Regions from separate parts of the Mus musculus genome. Here regions 1 and 2 are each linked to region 3. Evidence: chromatin contacts called from public promoter capture Hi-C data. All regions are on one chromosome and are shown on one strand. The core of a region is the stretch at or near the end of the contact, and the rest is flanking DNA. Distances in the headings are between cores, read along the strand shown. Region 1 holds the start of Pidd1 (p53 induced death domain protein 1). Region 2 holds the start of Irf7 (interferon regulatory factor 7). Region 3 holds the start of Ifitm2 (interferon induced transmembrane protein 2).

Region 1 (3,659 bases), core at 295-2,794, 490 kb before region 3:
TGTTGTGACTTTTCTGTTTGTTTAAAACAGGGCTGCTCTGTGTATCCCTGGCTGTCCTGGAACTTGTTCTATAGACCAGGCTAGCCTCTAACTCAGAGATCCACCTATCTACCTCCACCTCCAGAGTGCTAGGATTAAAGGCATTAGCCACCACCAACTGTCGTGAATTTTACTTATTTTTATTTTTTGGTTTTTCGAGACAGGGTTTCTCTGTGTAGCCCTGGCTGTCCTGGCACTCACTTTGTAGACCAGGCTGGCCTCCAACTCAGAAATTCGCCTGCCTCTGCCTCCCAAGTGCTGGGATTAAAGGTGTGTGCCATCACTGCCCGGCTGTGATTTTTTTTTTTTTAACTGTAAAATAATACCCAAAATAGCTGGAGAGATGGCTCAATGGTGAAGAGCTCATTTGCAGATTAAAGGCAAATACCACCATGCTCATTAATATAAACTTAAGGAATATTCCTAGGATGATTGCTTTTGAGACAGGTCTTGCTGTGCAGCCCGGGGCAGCAGTTCTCCCATCTCAGAAAGGCACTGCACTTGAGGTGAGCACAATTAGACTAAGCCCCTGGGGCTGGTTTTTATAAAGCACCATCTGGCACCTTTATGGAAACAGTGAGAAAGAGGCAGGTGCTAGAATGGAAGCAGAGAGGCCTTGCAGGAAGCTTGCCCATCACTTAGACTGTAGAACAGTCACTTGGTCATTTCCAGTCCACCAGCTCCACTGAGGATTCTGGGTGTTGGCTTCAATATTAATCAACTAAAGGACTTAGGCAAGTTCTTTTTTGGTTTTTCTAGACAGGGTTTCTCTGTATAGCCCTGGTTGTTCTGGAACTCACTTTGTAGACCAGGCTGGCCTCGAACTCCCGAGTGCTGGGATTAAAGAAGTGCCCACCACGCCCAGCAGGCAAGAACTTCTATCTCAAGTTTGTTTGTGTTGAGACCCACCTAAGTCAGGGAGGAAAAGCCAGGCAACTCACTGCCTAGGTAGGGAGTTGGCCCACAGTAATGATCAATGGTTAGCTCCAATAAGCTGGACTTCACTGCAAAGCCTGAGATGGAAGTCCTGGAGACTCTGAGTCTCAACCTTCCTAATGCTTTGACAGTTCCCATGATGTGGTGACCCCAACCATGAAATTATTCCTGCTACTTCATCACTGTAATTTTGCTAGTTATGAATCACAGTGTAAATATCTTTTGGAGATATAAGTTTGTCAAAGGGGTCGCGACCTACAGACTGAGAACTACTTTCCTAGAGCGGTTCCCCCCAGGAAGCCAGCATTCAAGGTTCTAGCTTCTAGCAAGGAGTGTGACAATACTCTGTTAACCCAAAATTCCTGTCTTAGAATGCACTTGAGACCCAGACTATGCAGTGCCACCACAGGTCTGGGGTTGCAGAGATCTGAAAGTGTAAGTTTTCCTGCGGGTCACCGGCTTCCCTTAGTGCGAACAACAGAAAAGGAAGGAGCCATAAGAACCTCGGAGAATTCCTACTGGCTAGCCCGGAGGGGCGGAGCCCGACGGGTGGCCCGCCCGGAAGCGCGCCGGCGGGAAGGCAGCACAGAGCGCGCCTAGACTGGCGGGGAGATCAGCGTGGCAGGTACTCAATGGGAGGCGGGAAGTTTGCTCCAGAGGCGGGACCAAAGCGATTCCTCACCTACCGAGACCCCCTCTGCTTTCCCCATTTGACGGAGGTGTGAATTGGGAATTGTGGCTCAAGAGTGTCTACTAGGGACCGCGATATGGGACCCTAGCACAAGAACCCCAAAGTCCTCTTGGCTCCCCTTCGCACTGTTTACTGACCCTCTCGGGCACAGTGAACGTCTGCAGTGGAAGAAGGTTCTGGGTTCTCCCCATGCATTTGGGTGTGAAGATAGAAAGTGTGTCCTTATTTCCAGAGCCCTGTAGGGATCAGGGATCACTTGGGCAGATTCCAGAATTGAGGTGGAAACCCTCTCCTTGTCCTTGATCTAAGCAGAGTTCTCCAAGCTATGCTGTTCAGAGTCGCCCTGCCTGGTGCCCCTCCCAGGCAGAAGGATCCAGCACAGATGCAAGCCGTAGGGCTGCAGTGACCACTCCACTCACTACCCCTTGTGCCCAGGGTTCTTGGGCTGGTGGTCTCAAGAGCTCCCGGGTTTCCAAGCTGAGTTATTGTTGCTCTGACCTGGAGGGGGAGCTGGTCCCCTACAGCCTACTCCTCCCCCTGCTTCTCCAGCTTCTATCAGCCTTGCCTAAGCAGGCTTGCTTGGCAAGCTGGGACATGTCTGGTCCCCGAGGACCTTCCATGGGTGATGGCTGCAGTGTTGGAGGGGCAGGAGCCGGAGGAAACTGCAGCTGCTGCAGAGGATGCTGCAACATCCACCTTGGAGGCTGTGGATGCCGGGCCTGGAGCACCTTTTCTCCCGGCTGGGAACCAGTTGAACTTGGACCTACGCCCAGGGGGCTGCCATCGGCTACAGTACCTGTGTTCCCAGCAGCCCCCACAGCTGCTGCAAGTGGAGTTTTTGCGGCTCAGCACCCATGAGGACCCTCAGCTGCTGGATGACACCCTAGCCAAGGTTCCGTGGAGTCTGCTGCGCCTTCGCTCCCTGGTCCTCAAAGGTGAGTACCCTTGCTCCTTCCTGACCCTGTCCTCATCTCTGTCCAGCTTTGACTCTACTTCTTGGACACAAAGGCCATCCTTGTCCCAGCCCTAACTCCAAACCTCTCTTCTCCCCGCACATCAGGTGTGAACCCCTACCCCACAACTGTCCCTTGTCCTTAGCCCTATCACCTTCCTCCCCCAAAGTGAGGCTCGCTGGGCTCTGTCTCCTGAGCCTAGAACCCTGAATGTGCCCAGCCGGGTCTCTGTAGATCCCAGTTTTCCTGGGGTGATGCTGTCAGCTTCTACGAGCTGGTGTCTTCTTTGTCCCTCTGGCTGGCTTAAAAGGGAGGCTTTCTCTGACAGCGCTGAATGGGGGAGACTCCAACTCTTGAGGGCTATAGCTGTCTTCCCCACTTCCAGGTGGCCAGAGCCGGGGTGCCCTGGGTGCCTGCCTCCATGGAACCCTGACCACTCTGCCTGCTGGCCTGAGTGATTTGGCCTGCCTGGCTCACCTAGACCTGAGCTTCAACAGGCTGGAGACGCTGCCTACCTGTGTCCCGGAACTGCACGGCCTGGATGCGTTGCTGCTTTCTCACAACCATCTCTCAGAGCTGCCCGAGGCCCTGGGGGCACTGCCCGCCCTTACCTTCCTCACCGTGACACACAACCGCCTAGAAAGACTACCCCTAACACTCGGGTCCCTGTCCACCCTTCAGCGTCTCGATCTCTCTGAGAACCTTCTAGACACCATACCCTCTGAGATTGGAAACCTGCGCAGCCTCAGTGAGCTCAATCTGGCCTCCAACCGGCTGCAGAGTCTCCCAGCTTCCCTCGGTGAGTAGCTACGGTGTCAGCTTTGTTTCACCAACCAGTACTGAGCGACTCTCAGCTACTGCCCAGAGCGCCACTCCCATGTGCCCACCCCCCCTGCAACCTAAAGTCTTAGGACCCTGTCCCCCCTTCTTCCACAGAGGCCCCTGAACCGTGTGCTCTTGCCCTGGGAACCTTCACTGCTTCCAGATGTCCCTTTTCTTTCTACCTCTTGGTTGCCTATAATTCACGTGTGTCATTGTCC
Region 2 (3,442 bases), core at 291-2,790, 310 kb before region 3:
TACAGTTGTGAGCTGCCATGTGGGTGCTGGATTTGAACCCCTGTTGTCTAGGAAGAGCAGTTCGTGCCCCTAACCACTAAGCTATTTCTTAGTTCTAGCTTCTTGACCCAGCTGGAACAAGGACAATTTAATCACTGAATAAAGGACACCCCCTTCCCTAAAGGTCTACCCACTGCAATAAGAAGCTTCTTTGGCCAGGTATGGTGGGTGGCGCACGCCTTTAACCCCAGCACTTGGGAGGCAGAGGCACGTGGATTTCTGAGTTTGAGGCCAGCCTGGTCTACAGAGTGAGTTCCAGGACAGCCAGGGCTACACAGAGAAACCCTGTCTCAAAAAACAAAAACAAAACAAAACAAAACAAAAGATTCTCTGAAGAAGGATGGACACAACCCTTGACTGTGGAGATATATTATATATATTTAGTTGTGTGCCAGAAGAGGGCATCAGGTCCCATTAAAAATGGTTGTGAGCCACCGTATGGTTGCTGGGAATTGAACTGAGGACTTCTGGAAGAGCAGCCAGGGCTCTTAACTATTGAGCTGCCTCTTCAGCTTCCAGGGTCTTACTCTATAACACAGGTTGGCCTCAATCCTTCTGCTTCAACCTCTGTCCAGATGGTATATTCTTCCCAGATGGTATACTTTTGTTGTTGTTGTTGTTGTTTTTTGTTTGTTTGTTTTTTGAGACAGGGTTTCTCTGTGTAGCCCTGGCTGTCCTGGAATTCACTTTGTAGACCAGGCTGGCCTCGAACTCAGAAATCTGCCTGCCTCTGCCTCCCAAGTGCTGGGATTAAAGGCGTGCACCACCATGCCCAGTTTACTTTTTTTTTCAGATTTATTTATTTATTATATGTAAGTACACTGTAGCTGTCTTCAGACACACCAGAAGAAGGAGTCAGATCTTGTTACGGATGGTTGTGAGCCACCTTGTGGTTGCTGGGATTTGAACTCAGGACCTTCAGAAGTGCAGTCGTGCTCTGACCTGCTGAGCCATCTCACCAGCCCCCAGATGGTATATTCTTATCTGTACCATTCTCAGTGTTAAGCCAAATTGTACCATAGTCTCTCTTTAGACTCCACTTTCTAAGATTTTTTTCAGCCAGCTAAACAAAACAAATAAACAAACAAAACCTACTGACTGTTGTGGGTATCCCTGCCTTGTCCCAATGTGCTTTCCTGAAGAGGTCCTGGGGAAAGACCTTTCCCACACTTCCACCAGGGGCTGAGCCTGGCAGATAGACCTCCACCTACTTACTATTCTTACTGTCCTCCAAGACATGGCTGTTCTGTCCAAAGCAGGGTCAGCCTCTCTCATTGAATCTACAAAGAGCCTGGAAGACTGAATCTGAGAGAGTGATCAGTGAAGGGCAGTGAAGAGAAGCTGGGGGGTGGGGGGGGAACAGGAGGGAAGGATTTGCAATTGAGTGCTACAAACTAGTGACACCCTAGTGACGTCTGGAGCCCTTAAGCCACACCCTGCCTGGGCTCTGCCCCGCCTCTGCCCGAAGTACTATAAAAGCACTGGCACCCTCCTTTTCACTGAGATAAAACCCGTCCCGGCGGCTCCGGTACCAGGTATGTGGGACTCTTGGGCCACTCGGGGAGGGAGGTGAGCTAGTGCCACAGGGGAAATTCTTGTCCCCTCTACAGAGTAGTGAGTGATCAGTGAAGGGCAGTGAAGAGAAGCTCGGGGGAAACAGGAGGGCAGACGTCCCGGCAGGATTTGCAATTGGGTCTGCAGGGATTGGGATCTGAGTAAGGGTCGGGTGTAGTTTGAGGACTGCACTGGTAGGCATGGAGACAGTGGAGACAGCGGGAAGCCAGCAGCTACCGGGCGCTGTTTAGACTGTTTAGGTTTCATTTTCCTGAGATGCAGTTTCGTTTTACTCGTCTGGGCCCGCCCCTTTTGTGTCTTCGCAGGGTCCAGCCTGTGACAGCCCATCCAGGCTCGGACGCTGGATTAACACCTGTGACATCACGTGTGCGCTCCCGCTACATCTGTAGTCACATCTACAGCCACCTTGGCAGAGGAATCTACACTGAGTTCTGAACCTAGGTGACCACAAGTTCTCAAACCTCATCTGTGACCCTCAACACCCTAATACCTGGGTCACACTTGTGAAACTGAAATTCCTACCTGTTACCAACACTTGTAACGTTTAAAACACATTTGTGAAACTTGGTCACACTATCTGTGGCTACAACCTAAAACCATAGAGGCACCCAAGGGGCCTTATTTGCAATAGCTGACTGCTCCAGTGACTACAAGGCATCACAGAGTAGTAGCATCTACTTTGATTCTCCCAGACTGCCTGTGTAGACGGAGCAATGGCTGAAGTGAGGTGAGAACATGTCTACCCTGGTTGTATTGGGTCCTGTGTCCCTTACATTAGCCCTAACCCCAGCGTGGCTGCTCTGCCTGCAGGGGGGTCCAGCGAGTGCTGTTTGGAGACTGGCTATTGGGGGAGGTCAGCAGCGGCCAGTACGAGGGGCTGCAGTGGCTGAACGAGGCTCGCACAGTCTTCCGCGTACCCTGGAAGCATTTCGGTCGTAGGGATCTGGATGAAGAAGATGCACAGATCTTCAAGGTGGTACCCAGTCCTGCCCTCTTTATAATCTGCCAGAACTCCTGGGGGAATCCAGCCTCAACCCATGCTCTCTCCTCTCCTTCAGGCCTGGGCTGTGGCCCGAGGGAGGTGGCCACCTAGTGGAGTTAACCTGCCACCCCCAGAGGCTGAGGCTGCTGAGCGAAGAGAGCGAAGAGGCTGGAAGACCAACTTCCGCTGTGCACTCCACAGCACAGGGCGTTTTATCTTGCGCCAAGACAATTCAGGGGATCCAGTTGATCCGCATAAGGTGTACGAACTTAGCCGGGAGCTTGGATCTACTGGTGAGCAGTGCCACAAACAGGGATGGGCCAGGGAGGTACATGGCCTCTGTCATTTTGGTGGTTTCAATGGTTTGATTTGTGGTTTTTGAAACTAGTTGTAGATTCAGTTCCTCTCCTTCCAAAGTGTGTGTGTGTCGGGGTGGAGGGGGAGTGCACACTTCCTGCTAAGTCAGAGCCTTGGGCTGAGTGAGGTACCTGGTGGTTTGGGAACAGAGGGTATGAGAAATAGAGAACTTTTGGAACTGCTTGGGCATCGTAACCAAATCTCCCCTCCCCACTCCTCTCCCTCAGTGGGCCCAGCCACGGAAAATAGGGAAGAAGTGAGCCTCAGCAATGCTCTGCCCACACAGGTACATCTGGTCCATCCTTCCTAGGTGTGGGGGATCGGCAGGTGCCTACCACTATGCTGTCTATTACAGGGTGTGTCCCCAGGATCATTTCTGGCAAGAGAAAATGCTGGGCTCCAAACCCCAAGCCCTCTGCTTTCTAGTGATGCCGGGGACCTCTTGCTTCAGGTTCTGCAGTACAGCCACATACTGGAATCCGAGTCTGG
Region 3 (3,719 bases), core at 139-2,638:
AGAGCTGTTCATAAGGCTTATTCAGGTTTAGCATATATCAGAGCTTTCCTTTTTCATTTGCCAGTTGATAGACATCTAACCTCTGTCTGTTGCCTGTCGTTACGAATGCTGCTGTAGACATGAGATACAGGCATACAGGATACGTATAGACATGTGTTCATTCTCTTACACACGAGAAGTGGGATTCTGGGTTGTAGCTTCGATCTGCCCACTGCCTGCAAAGCCTGCAGCATCAGTGGTGTGGTTTCTTTGCTTCTAAACTACAGTGCTTCCTAATGGGTATGAGCAGTGTGCTGCTGGGGCTTTGATCTGCATTTTGCTAATGAGCAAGAATGTGGAGCCTGTTACCCATTGTGCCTCTTCTAGAAGAAATGTTGAGTTCCCCTTTCGTTCATTTTTTTAAAATTTTTACTTACTACTTTTTATTCATTTATTTAAGACAAGCTGTCATGTAGCCCAGGCTGGACCTTGAACTGATTCTCCTGCTGACCTTTCCCAAGTGCTGGGATTACAGACATGTGACCTGCTCCAGCTTTTGAGGCTCTGATCGATGGTGATGGTTGTACAAGTAGAGGCGAACAAGGGCTCTGTAGTTAGACTCACTGATCTCCTCCTTGCTCCATTCTGCCCTGTGGGATGAAATTTGGGTGCTGGGGGTGGGGGTGTGAGGTTACTGAATGGGTTCAAGTGTCAAACGATTTGTGTCCTTCACCACCAGGGAACTTCCCTTGTTTCTAGGACGCTCAGTTCCCTCACTGCTTCTGCCGGGAAAGACTCGGAGTTCCCTGTGTAGCCGTACTCCTACAGGCTTCATTTTAGCAATGGCTGTTTCGCAACTGGTAGGAAAACATCTGCCTTCCATAAGCTCCCCGGCTGCAGCCAAGTGACTGGAATTTTCCTTCCCTAGCTAGCCAGGAGCATCCAGGCCCTGTGCTGGAAGGCTCCTCCTTCCCCAACTGACAGCCAAAGAAACATTGAGTTGCAGATCTCCCCAGCCCCCACCTGCAACAGATTAGTTTAGGGGTGTGTGTGCTTGGGGTTTTTTAGAGGAGGCCCTCACTGTGAGGCCAGGTTTAGGGATGTACCAGGGGTGTGAGAGCAGGGGGCTGGGGAGACTAGATCTGGGGAGAAGTTCTAGTATGCCTACTGTAAGCAGGAGGTGGAGACCTTCAGACAAGTTTTAGCCCTGGGACAAGTCTAGATCCCTGGAAGTTTATACAGAGGTACCTCAACAGTCAACTAGTCCTGAAGTAATTTGATACTCAAGGCCTAAGTACCGCCCACTTCAGTATCCAGCCAATTCCCCACAGTAAGGCCCTCTGGAGACTAACCCACCAACAGGAAAAGGAAATTGCTAGAGAAAGGGCGGGTCTACAGAACCAGGATAGCAGCAGCCATCCTCCAGACGGGGCGATTGTTCCAGAGTCAGTACCATGAGCCACAATTCTCAAGCCTTCTTGTCCACCAATGCCGGGCTTCCTCCAAGCTATGAGACAATCAAAGAGGAGTACGGGGTGACTGAGCTGGGGGAACCCAGCAACTCAGCTGTTGTGAGGACCACCGTGATCAACATGCCCAGAGAGGTGTCGGTGCCTGACCATGTGGTCTGGTCCCTGTTCAATACACTCTTCTTCAACGCCTGCTGCCTGGGCTTCGTTGCCTATGCCTACTCTGTGAAGGTGAGTGTGCTAGAGGGGGTGGGAGGGAATGGTGTAAGAAGGTGTGTGTGAGCCTGAAGCGCCATCTACTCAGATAGCACCGAGGTGTGAGTGTGGGGTCCTTTCTGTAAGAAAGTGTGTGTGCACCCTTCCTATTTGTGTGTGTGTGTGTGTGTGTGCGTGCGTGCGTGCGCGCGCGCGCGCGCGCGCACTGTCTGTCTCTGGTGTTGGAGACTTTCTGATAGTCACAGGATGAAACTGCCTGGGGATTCTGGGGCCAGACTTTCCCCACCCCTTCACCCTTTAGACTGGGGCCCTAATCTGTGTGGAAAGTGAGGTATGCAGCGAATGCTGGAGCTTACTGTATAGTTTGTGTTTGTGTGTGTGTGAAAAGAGGGGAGGGTTTCCCGGCTGGAGGGAGTGAGACAGTGGGCAGGGAGCAGTTGGGGAAATGGAGCCAGAGCACCTGGCTCTCAGCTGGCCAGCTCCAGGGCTCCTTACATCTAATTTCCTTCAGTCTAGGGACAGGAAGATGGTGGGCGATGTGGTTGGAGCCCAGGCCTACGCCTCCACTGCCAAGTGCCTGAATATCAGCTCCCTGATCTTCAGCATCCTTATGGTCATTATCTGCATCATTATTTTCTCTACCACCTCTGTGGTAGTCTTTCAGTCTTTTGCACAAAGAACACCCCATTCTGGATTCTAGCTGCCCTGTGCTCCACGGTCCACATCTGCCCCGCCCCTGCCCCGCCCCCAGGCTCAAGCCTCGACCCTTTACCCTACGCGTATGCAAATGTTACCTTCACCTATCTGTCCACAGTGGATTCAATAAAGTGCACGGGGTGGCAACTCTGGCTGTGACTCACTGTTCTCTGGTTCTGTACCGAGCTCACCTTGCATCCTTTTTGTCTGAGGAGAGCAAGTGTCGTTAACTTGTCAGGCTTCTGGTCTCCAGATATGGGCAGCAGCCGACCTGTGGGTTTTTGCCTGATCCAGGCAGAGGGGATCCGAGGATCATCTAACGCTGAGGCCGTGCTCCCGGGGGTCCCAGGAAGGGTGCAGAACTTTGGGCAAAGGAGGCTCCGGCCTAGGAGTGAAAGACACCCGGAGTCCTTTACTTTAGGGGAAAAGAAATCCCTAGCCAAGATGTGTCCTCTTTTTGTGGTGGCCTCTTGGATATGACTTCAAGCTCCTGAGCTGGCCCGCACACAAAAGTTGGGTGCTGTGAAGTTTGCTGCCCTCACTGTTTCCTTCCCCACACTCAGGCTTATGTAGGGACCTGGAGTGGGTGGGGACTCTAGAAGGTTTCTTGTAGGAGGACCACATGACAGTTCTGCTGGCCTCACAGCTCCTAGGTTCCACCTCTCCTAGGGGGGAGGCTGTGTGTGCCTTGGCACCCCGCTAACATGCCTTGCATCCCTGGAGTTCCTTCTAAAGGATACTTCTGCTTACCCAAGGCTGGCACCAAAAAGTCAGATTGGGCTTCCAGTGTCTGCAGGATTTGGGTCCTTGCTTCCCTAACCACCATGATGATTTGAATTTATCTAAAATCCTGGGCGTGGCACAGTGATCCCTACCATAGAGGTGCAGGTGAAGGCCCTGTGCGACTTCAGCAAGGGGAAGGCCTGTGGTGTTTGTTTGTTTTTTTATTAGAAGTATGGTTTTTAAGAGGAAGTAAGAGCAGCTGCCGGGAAGGGGGTCAGCTTATTTCTACGTCATGCCAGTTTGGGGAGTTCCTTTAATCTTTTAGAAATCTCAACGTGCTTTTGACATAAAGAGAATTTCCCAAAATAGCAGGCAGAAGTTGGAGCTTATTCGAAACAGTGCCCATGGTAAAATATAAAGCACACCCAGGAGTAGGAGTGTGGGCTTGTGAGGGGTCACTGCTAAGTGTTTTAGGGGTGACTCTATGTAGGATTTGGGGAAGCTTTTTAGAATGTCATTGCTTAACAGGGTGCTAAGAAACTCTTCTCTCTCCTCGTTCCATAGCCGAGGCTATAGAGCGACTGCAGGGCTTTGGATGGAGACCACACTGATGAGGGAAAACCAGGAACTGCTTGG

What was found. Promoter capture Hi-C pulls out the DNA fragments that hold promoters and counts their contacts.
Region 1: a promoter capture Hi-C map of liver shows a contact between it and region 3, with 4 times the contacts expected there. The contact joins the promoter of Pidd1 here to the promoter of Ifitm2 in region 3. A contact is called at or near these places in 8 of 39 promoter capture datasets (the C10 cell line, the HPC-7 cell line, embryonic stem cells and 3 more), 2 of 484 Hi-C or Micro-C datasets (LSK cells and embryonic stem cells), 2 of 115 datasets of contacts at active chromatin or transcription factors (embryonic stem cells and pancreatic cancer cells) and 2 of 9 other capture datasets (adipose tissue and liver).
Region 2: a contact with region 3 is called in a promoter capture Hi-C map of liver, with 2.1 times the contacts expected there. The contact joins the promoter of Irf7 here to the promoter of Ifitm2 in region 3. A contact is called at or near these places in 8 of 39 promoter capture datasets (the C10 cell line, the HPC-7 cell line, embryonic stem cells and 3 more), 2 of 484 Hi-C or Micro-C datasets (muscle stem cells and regulatory T cells), 3 of 115 datasets of contacts at active chromatin or transcription factors (embryonic stem cells, memory CD8 T cells and pancreatic cancer cells) and 2 of 9 other capture datasets (adipose tissue and liver).

What each region holds. Positions count from the first base shown.
Region 1 is chr7:141,441,910-141,445,568 of GRCm38.p6, reverse strand. Pidd1 (p53 induced death domain protein 1) reads left to right here and starts at 1,544. Exons shown (of 16, transcript NM_022654.2): 1 at 1,544-1,600; 2 at 2,216-2,601; 3 at 3,005-3,418. The coding sequence starts at 2,292.
Region 2 is chr7:141,264,522-141,267,963 of GRCm38.p6, reverse strand. It overlaps Irf7 (interferon regulatory factor 7), which reads left to right and starts at 1,540. Exons shown (of 10, transcript NM_016850.3): 1 at 1,540-1,574; 2 at 1,920-2,341; 3 at 2,425-2,587; 4 at 2,673-2,889; 5 at 3,181-3,239; 6 at 3,309-3,442. The coding sequence starts at 2,328.
Region 3 is chr7:140,953,630-140,957,348 of GRCm38.p6, reverse strand. It overlaps Ifitm2 (interferon induced transmembrane protein 2), which reads left to right and starts at 1,388. Exons shown (of 2, transcript NM_030694.1): 1 at 1,388-1,679; 2 at 2,176-2,510. The coding sequence starts at 1,434. The coding sequence ends at 2,364.